2 separate regions of the Sus scrofa genome follow, and region 2 is linked to region 1. The links are chromatin contacts, called in public HiChIP or PLAC-seq maps. All regions are on one chromosome and are shown on one strand. The core of a region is the stretch at or near the end of the contact, and the rest is flanking DNA. Distances in the headings are between cores, read along the strand shown. Region 1 holds the start of FAM13A (protein FAM13A). Region 2 holds the start of HERC5 (E3 ISG15--protein ligase HERC5).

The links. HiChIP or PLAC-seq counts read pairs in DNA pulled down with a chosen protein or histone mark.
Region 2: a contact with region 1 is called in an H3K27ac HiChIP or PLAC-seq map of alveolar macrophages. The contact joins the promoter of HERC5 here to the promoter of FAM13A in region 1. A contact is called at or near these places in 1 of 47 Hi-C or Micro-C datasets (heart right ventricle) and 1 of 2 datasets of contacts at active chromatin or transcription factors (alveolar macrophages).

What each region holds. Positions count from the first base shown.
Region 1 is chr8:130,019,621-130,024,281 of Sscrofa11.1, reverse strand. FAM13A (protein FAM13A) reads right to left here and starts at 2,701. Exons shown (of 24, transcript XM_021100748.1): 1 at 2,467-2,701. The coding sequence starts at 2,493.
Region 2 is chr8:130,589,533-130,594,613 of Sscrofa11.1, reverse strand. HERC5 (E3 ISG15--protein ligase HERC5) reads left to right here and starts at 3,456. Exons shown (of 24, transcript XM_021100766.1): 1 at 3,456-3,744; 2 at 3,800-3,983. The coding sequence starts at 3,661.

The DNA.
Region 1 (4,661 bases), core at 1,452-3,951:
AAAAGAACCTACACATAGCCCCCCACGCGCCTTTCTTTATCAGTAGACCATGCAAACTCTGCCTTCTTAGCCCACTTCTCTTCCAAATGACCACATGCCTCTTTGGGAAAAAACAACCTGAGCTGCAAGGAATCCAAAAGACTCAGTATTCGCCTGAGAAGCTTGGGTCATCCCCAAGTGTATTTAAAACTAGAAGAGACTGGAGTTCCCTGGTGGCTCAGTGGGTAAGGGACCTGACGTTGTCGCTGCTCTGGTTCAGTCTCTGACTCGGGGACGTCTCCGTGCCGTGGGTGCAACCAAAATAAATTTATTAATTAATTGTAAAAAACTAGAAGAGACTAAGCTACCAGTTGGCATGTATCATCTCTATTCTGCCTGGGAGAGATGTGCTGAGGAAAGACAGCAAAAAACCTACCTCTTCTTTGTAATGTAATGTACGTGAATTTGTGAGGCCATTGCAGTTTTATCAACAGCACTAGCACTTTGGGAAAGAGAAAAACAAAAGCAATGAGGAAGAGAAAGTTGGTGAGTCAACGAAAGTAGGAAGTGAAAATCTTAAAGCCAGTCTGTGCCCCACTTCAAGAATCCATCAACACACCAACACACACTCTCTCTAAATCTCTAGCACTCTATTACTTTGTAATGACTGTCTTCAGCAGCTGGATACCTGAGCAGGTAACACATCCATGTCTGAGTAGAGAAGTCCTCCACTAAAAAAGTATGTGTGCCCAAACCATCTGTTCAAGTGTGACTTCATTTTCACTTTTCCATCACAAACATAACCATTTTGTTCTTCAGTCACTCTTCTTATAGAAATACTATGCCATGATTCCTAAACATGTAAATATTTCTTCTACAGTAAAACTGGGACACGGCACAATCGCAGGCCAAGCTGAGGGTGAAGAAGGGTAGGAATGATTGAGAATTACGCTTCCACTGGAGTAAATGATCTCTTCCATGGCATAATTTTATGTCAGCCTTCAATGAAAGTTTGTCATGCTTGGATCAAAATTAAGGAAAAATACAGAATTTCATACATGGGTCCGTCTGCATTTTAGTCGAGGTACATACAGATCAATACACGCAGACCAAGGGCAAAAGCAGTAAAGATCTCATCAAACACGCAGATATCTGTCCATCTCAGGACAAAGAGGTCAGTCTGCTGCTTTACTCTACACACTGCCAGATTGTAAGTTTTTTTTTTTTTTTTTTTTTTTATAAAGCTGGAAAAATGCAGACCTGTGTCTGTAGGAAAATGAAAGCTCAGTATGTTCCCCTTAGGAAAGGAACCTCTTTGGAAAAGGAAAAAGATCAGCAGCTGAATCCTACAAGCTTGGGGCTGAAAGGAAGGGAGTCAGGAAGACGGGCTCACAGGATGCTGAGAAGTTCTGAGCGTGGACATGAGGGTGTCACCTTGCAGTCTTAACTAAGAAAATTCAACCTGTGGGACTAAGCCACCATCTGGTGGCCATTCAGGGCCTAGGTGTCAAAAATTACCCAGCTATGTCTGGTAGGATGCCATCACAGCCTACAACAAAATGCAGCTCTTGCTGAAACCTGAAAAACACATTGGATCTGACCTATATGTGATGACACGTGGGAGAAATGAAAGGTGATAATACAGAATAAGATATTTCTCATGTAGTACCTCCAGGGACAAATATAATGCCCACCTAGAATACAATATCAACTTGAGATTTTATTTATGCATTTGCTATACACTGAAATTAAAAAATTTAATTACAGTATCCTGAAGTTAAGTAATTGAAGATAAATTTGGTTACTGCAAAAGCTTACACGTAAGCACCAACGGAAGTGCTTTGAAATTCATGAATTTCAGCCCTAGACATATACACATTTTCCCATAGATTTTTAGATCAGTGTTATTTACTGCTGCTACAGTATTACAACCAGTGGTTTCTATAGGTGACTCAGGATTCACACACATTTATTAGCTTAGTTAGCTCTTTTACCATCACTTTTAGCAACCCTCCTGAAACAAAAATTCTAGAATTACTAAATGAAAACAAAAATGTGGAATGAAAAAAAATGTTACATTCTCTGAGGGAAATTGATGAATGGTTACTTTAATTCTTTTAATTCATGCTCCATCTAGGCACAAGATATTTCCAGTAGCTACAAGGAAGCGTTCGTATTTAACTCTTTCAGAACAAAAAAAGTCTTACAAGGCTTGAGACTGATCGACAGTAGATCAAGTTCACGGACCCCAATGAGCTCCGCATGCATCGCTCTTCACTTTTTTTTGGAAAAGGAAAGTGGACGAAAAGACGGACTGCCCCCCCCCCCCAATCAACGTCCATGTGAATAGAAAGGAATTTAAGGGAACCTTCCCCCCACCTCCTAGGAAGGGAAAAACTAAGTGACACAGGCATCGCAAAACCGGGAGGGCCGAGGCCTCTGCGCGCCCTGGCAGGGCGCACGGAGGCAGAGGTGGCCTGTACTCACACAGATGGCGAGAGCGCCCGCCCCCATCTCGCAGGAAGTGCCCGGTGGCCCTGATGGAGCCGGGTTGGAACCATCAAGATCACGGCACAGCCCTCAAATTCCACTCTGGCGATGTGCGCGGATGTGAAACCCAGCTCCGGATCCGGAGTCCCCGCGGAAGGCGCGGAGCGGCTCCTAACATTTTCGGAAGTGTGGTTTGGCTTCTGATTTGGCGAAACCCACGTGGCCGGGAGGACTGCCTGGAGTTGAAATTTGATCCAGAGCCTCTAGTACCAGCGAGCGGAAGGAGTCATGTGACCTGGGCCTTAAGTTGCTGACATCTTTTTCGGAAACCTGGCTCGCTAGAGGTCACACACTGGCGCCTTCAGTTTGGAACCGCCAACCACCTGGTGATTGTCATCAATAGGACTTAGCTTAGTGCAGAAAGCAAAGCGAAACACACACCTGCTTCCTGTCGCTACTCATCCCGAAGAGAAATTCACGGAGTCACCCGCCGGTTTCATCTGCAGGCATATTCCTCCTTCTCCCGAGGCAGTTTTCATTTCTATCCCGAGGCAGTTTTCATTTCTATGGCTCCCTAGAAATCGGTTAAATTCTATCAAAATTTTCTTCCTTTCACCTTTATCAGGATTGTTCTACGTGCAGATGCTCTATTTTATGTAGCTGTTACTTACTGCTTCTAATTACATTCAAATTATCTTGCATATACTGGGGATAAACATAAAAGCCCATGTTTCTAGACAGCCATAAATCTACATATGTGATTTACAGTCTGGAAAATTAGCCTCTGGCTGAACCTTCAAGAATTTGCTACTCCATATGCTGTGTCATTAGAAAGTCTGATTTGACAATTTCCAGAACAGATAGCTAAAATATCCATTTCATATAAATCAGAAGGAAACTGCCCTATTTTTTATTATTACTTTTCTGTCAAATCTTTTTTTGGGCACATTTTAGGAGAATGCTGATGAATATTACCTATGAAGTTTCATCTGATGTAACTTTAAAAGGCTTAAATTTACTCCAATCACAAAACATAACAACCTTATATCTTAAGGGGAGGAGGTGTAAGGAAAAGAGAAAACAAATCACCTCCCATTTCAAAACTTCTCTTCAAATCTAGTATTCTTTGTGTACCCATAGCCAACTCATGCTGCCCACAGCGGAGCTAAGGTGACAACTAGTACTAAGCAAACCACAGGACACAGCAGAGTACGTTTTATTTCCACGTGCACACAAAACACTGCACAGACTCGACTTCCACACGGCAGAATAACACCATCCCAAGGCCATACAAAGACATGGAGATGGGAGAATGACAGCATTTTTTCTACTAAAAAAGAAAATTTTGGAGTTCCCATCGTGGTTTAGCAGAAATGAATCTGACTAGTATCCATGAGGTTGCAGGTTCGATCCCTCGCCTCGGTTAAGGATCCATCATTGCCAAGAGCTGTGGTGTAGGTCGCAGACGTGGCTCGGATCCCAGGTTGCTGTGGCTACTGGGGAGGCTGGCAGCTGTAGTTCCTATTTGACCCCTAGCCTGGGAACCCCTATATGCTGTGGGTATGGCCCTAAAAAGGCAAAAGACAAAAAGAAAAAATTTTCAACTTCTAGATTAAGATAATCTAGATGCTGTCACTTCTGCTTCCCATTCACCCATTAGAAAACTGGGCTCAGTGCTAAGGAAAAAATCAAAAAATAAACGTTTGCTAATACTTGAAACATGTGTCTTTTTTTCTGATTATATCAATATTGCTGGTCCATAGTGAAAAATAAGAGCCTAAAGATTAGGTCACCTCAAGGCCTATACACCTTACTGATAATGTATGTACTTTATCTCATGGATGATCCAGTGGGAGAGGGGGGGATAAATGACTAGTAAATGGAGAAATGCTAATAAAGAAGCCAAGATACACCAGAAGAATAACAGAAGACACTCAGAAACATTTAACATCTCTACTTCCAGGATTTTTCTGTGCTTTTTAAAAAACATAATTGAAATCTACTTTCTGATTTTTTTTTTAATTTTATTTATTTTGTCTTTTTAGGGCCACAACCCATGGCATATGAGGGTTCCTAGGCTAGGGGTTGAATCCGAGCTGTAGCCACCAGCCTATGCCACAGCCACAGCCACTCCAGATGTGAGCTTCGTCTGCAACCTACACCACAGCTCACAGCAACGCCAGATCCTTAAC
Region 2 (5,081 bases), core at 2,207-4,706, 570 kb before region 1:
GGAAGAGAGAACACTTCCAGATTAATTCTCGCATGCTAACCTTAATACCAAAACCAGATGAAGGCATTACAGGAAAAGAAAACTAAATATCTCTCTCATGTGAACACAGATACAAACATCTTTTACAAAGCTTTAACACATCAAATATCCAGCGAAATAGAAAAAGGATGCTACCTTGTGACCAGCTGGGATTTGGTCCAGAAATGCACGTGAAAATCCATTTTATTTTGCCATAATAGACCAAAAAAAAAAAATATATCATATAATTACCTCCATACAGGTAGAAAAAAATTGATAGGCGTCAACAGCTCCTTGTGCATATGACCAGTACTCTTAGCTGACTAGGAACCTCCTCAACCTGAAGGAGCCAACACACTGCTAACTTCGTATTCAATGGGGAAAGAGCAAGTGCTTTCCTCCTAAAATTGAGAGCAAGGCAAAGATGTCTCTCACTGCTTCTATTCACCATAGGGGTATGAGTCCACAAAATAGGGCAAGCGAAGAAAAAGAAAAGGCATAATGATTGGAAAGTAAAAAGTCAAACTATCCTATTTATAGACTACATGGTTATCTGTAGGCGATTCAAAGGAATCCACTAAAAAATACCAGAACTATTAAGTAAATATAGAAAGGTGTCAGGATTGGAGGTCAATACATAAAAGTCAGTTGCACTTATAATATACTCACACCAATCATAGTCTAAAATTTTTTAACGTTCCATTTGGAATACCAAAAACTAAGAAAATACTTAAGGATAAATTTAGCAAAATGTTTGTTTCCTGAACACTAGAAAATACTGCTGAAAGAAATGAAAGAAGCTTTAAATTAATGGAGAGAGAGATGCTCATGGTCAGAAGAACCAATATTTTCAGCCTGTCAGTTCTTTCCAAATTGATCTAATTTAGCACGATTCAAAACGCTTGCAGTCTGTTTTGTAGAAATCAATAAACTGATCCTAGAATATATATGGAGATGCAAAGGACCTAACACAGCCAAAACAACATTGAAGAAGGGCAGTGGTGGAACCCTTGAATGAGTTGATTTTGCGACTTAATTAGAACCTACAGTAATCAAGGCAGTGTGGTACTGGCGTAAAAATGGACATACAGATCAATGGGATACAATAAAAGTCCAGCAATAAGTCCAATCACATGTGCCCAACAGGCTTTTGGCAAAGATGCCAAAAGGCAAGTCAGCAAGTAAAGGCAAACTGGAACAGCTGGTAATCCCTTAAAAAAAAAAGAACTTCTTCCCTTACCTCACACCATAAAGAACAATTCATCTGAAATGTAAGAAAGACCTAAAGGTTTTTACAGAAGATAACAAAGAAGAAGATCCTTATTATTTGGGGTTAAGCAAAGAGTTCTTAAGACAAAAAAAGTCATGAATTTTGTAAAAGAAAAAATGGATAAATTGCATCACAATGAAAACTAGCTCTTCAAATGACATTCTTTTCATGTAAACATTTTTTTTGTTTTAGTTTTATCATAGCTTTCTTTTTATTGAAGTATATATTTGATTTACAATGTTGAGTTCAGATGCTATTTTTCTTTTTTTCTTTTTAGGGCCGCACTCGGGGATATGGACGTTCTCAGGCTAGGGGTCCAATCGGAGCTGCAGCCACTAGCCTAAACCACAGACACAGCAACGCTAAATCCGAGTCACATCTGCAACCTACACCACAGCTCACGGCAATGCGGGATCCTTAACCCACTGAGCAAGGCCAGGGATGGAACCTGCATCCTCATGGACGCTAGTCAGATTCGTTTCCACTGAGCCACGATGGGAACTCCCAGATGTTATTTTTAATAAAGTTAAAAGCTTACCCACAGACTGAAGAAACATTTCAAAACATATATCTAATAAAGGACTTGCTCTATAACACAAAGAACTCTATATTAAAAAAAAATCTTTTAGATAATAAGCTACCATTGTGGCTCAGTGGTAAGGAAACCAACTAGGAACCATGAGAATGCGGGTTCAATCCCTGGCTTCTCTCAGTGGGTTAAGGGACCCAGTCTTGCCCTGAGCTGCGATGTAGGTCTCAGATGCCACTGGGATCTGGATCTGGCCTTGCTGTGGCTGTGGCTAGGCTGGCCGCTACAGCTCCTATTGGACCCCTGGCCTGGGAACTTCCATATGCCCCTGGGTGTGGCCCTAAACAGATAAAAATAAATAAATAAATAAATGGACAAAAGATGTGGACACCTCACTAAAGAGAAAAGAGAACATCATTAATCCTTAGGGAAATGGAAAGCAGAACTGCATTAAGATAGTATTACAGACCACAGCAATTTCTGCAATTAAAACACTAACAATACTGAAGGTTGGCAAGGGCACAGAGACTGGAACTCCTGTAAATTGCTAGAGGAAAATGCAAAATAGTATAGCCTGGCAGTTTCTTATAGTGATATAAAATATTTATGTACTTACCAGCTATTCAGCAATTCTGTTTTTTAGTTATTTACTCCAAAGAAATATAAACATTTATCCACTCAAAGACTTGTTCACAAACATTCATAGCACCTCTACCTATTCATTGGAGCCCCAGACTAGAAAGGGCTGAAATGCCTGCCTATTGGTAAATGCATAAATTGTGGTACATCCATATAATTGACTACCATTCAGCAGTAACAAAGAGGGGGGAGTTCCCTTCGTGGCTCAACGCCTTAGGAACCGACTAGGATCCACGAAGATGCTGGTGGGGTCCCTGGCCTTGCTCAGTGGGATGAGAGGATCCCGCATTGCGGTGAGCTGTGGTGTAGGCCGGCAGCTGTAGCTCGCATTTGACCCCTAGCCTGGGAACGTCCATAGGCCCGGAGTGCGGCCCTAAAAAGCAACCAAACCAAACCAAACCAAAGAGGGAACTGATTAAACACAATAGGATGAATCTCAAAAGCCTTATGCTAAGTGTAAAAAAGGCAGACACAAAAGACTGCACAAGTTCGATTCCACTGGTACGCAAATCTAGAGTAGGCAAAAATATATCAACGGAAAGCAGATCACTGTTTGCAGACACCGCAGTGTGGGCCCTGGGGATGACCGTGGTTTTCTTTGGTTTCACCGAGAGGTTGTGGATCAGACCGTGGAACAGGATGCTCAGCAAACGTTAGCTTTCCTTGCCACAATACTGTGGAAATTCTGCCAGTCCGCCGGTTTCAGGGCTCTGCCTGTGTTAGGGCTCCTCCTACTAGAATCGAGTGTTTCTTCGAAGGCCGTCCGGTCCAGGGCTTCAGGTGGCCACTGCCACCCGGGGCCACCTTCTCAGCCCTGCCCAGCCCACCTCTTCACCAGCCAGCGCCCTGTTTACTTTGGCCGCCTGCCAAAGCCAGTCCTGAATCGGTCGGGTTTCCCTTTTCTTTTCCTTTTCGGTTCCGCCCCCTTAAAAAAAAAAAAATTCAGTTTCGTTTCTCCCCGGACCTGCCGGCTCCGCCCCCAAACAGCACGTTGGGAGCCCGGCGTCGGGGCAGGGGCGGGGCAGGGAGGCTGCGGGTCTTCGACGGCGCGGAGCGCTCCCCTCGCTCAGTCTCCGCACGCACCGCGACGCGGGGGGCCGGTGCGCGCTCCCGGGCCTGGGCCTTCTCGCTCCGGCGCCTGGCCCCTGGGCGGGCTGGAGCCCCGGAGAGCGGAGGCGTGGACCTGGAACCCAGGAAAGCGGCGATGGAGCGGAGACCACGGAGGAGGTCGCGGGGCGGCGCGCGCTCGGCGCCCGGGCGGGGCCCCGCGGCCGGGCCCCCGCGGTCCGCCCCCGGCGGTCCGCCCCACCGCGTCCGGACGCCCAGGGTCCCGGCCCGCGGAGCCGCGGGGCGCGAAGCTCTGGCTCTTCCCCAGCGCCCCGGGTCTCCGCAGCGCGCTGGCCGGGAGGACCGAGGCGACCCGCCAGATGTGCTGCACGGGCGGGCGCCTGGCGGTGCTGGAGCGCGGCGGGGCCGGCGTGGAGGTCCACCAGCTGCCGGCCGGGAGCGACGGCGCGAGGAAGCCGAGTGAGTGGGGCGGCGCCGCGCCCGCGCGGCCCTCCCGCCTCGGGCCAGGGCTGTGAGTGAGGTGGGCGGCCGGGGTCCGAGCCTGCGGGGTCGGCGTCGCGGTCGGGCCGGGCCCGGACCCTTCTCTCCGGAGCGGCCCGGCTTGTGGGTACTCGGTCCTTCTCTAAACGGCCCGGGAGACTCAGCAGAGGCCCCGACGCCGGCAGCGGTCCGCGGGGCCGCAGAAACGCCCCCCGCCCCCGGCCCGGGCCTTTTCGGCGTTTGGCGCGTGCAGCGCCCCTGGGCTCTGCCACCCCGCCACTCGCGGGCTCGGAGCTTGGCGGGATGGGGACCAGATATCGCTGGTCCGCGCCGCCCTCGGACCCCGCGGGGGGATCGACCGGCCGCGTCTTGTCTTAGCCCGTCCGCCTCGATCCTGTTCAGAGTCCGGTTTCCACGTAACTCCTCTTTAGAACGTACCTGCTCCAGTTTTGCGTCTTTGGAGAACCTTGTTTTCGTGACCTTGTTCGCAAGGATTCTGTCCTACGTTAGCGAGTAGTTTAAACAGGGTGCTTAGGGTGGCGCTTCTCCGCGGTCATCCCGTGTAGAGATCAGGTGGGGTAACGTGTGGCTCCGAGTTTACAGGTAGGGGGCAGACAAAGGACCACATTCTTTATCTTGAAAAATGTGTTCCTCTTTTGAGTGTCGAGAATGATATTTTACCTTTGTTCGTTTTCTGTTAATTTCAGCGACGAAGATCTTTTTTTTTCCTCTTGGTCGTTTGCATTTCCTTATGGTGACCTACCTGCCTGTTCGTTCATACCTTCGCCTGGCTTTTAAATAAATTGCGCTGCGAATCTTTTTCGTAGTAACTTGGAAGGGTTTTTAGAATATGGAGTAAGAGTAGCCCTTTGTTGGCCAAGTACGTTGTAAAACTTTTCCGTTCATGTTATTCGTCAGTCTTTTCTTTTAAGGAGGCTTAGAGCTTTGTGTTACGTTAGAAAGCGATTCACACTCCAAGGCGTTCTGTTTCATATTCTCATCCTTATAGTGAGCTTTTTTTAAGGGCCACACCTGCGGCATAGGGAGGTTCCCAGGCTAGGGGTCGAATGGGATCGA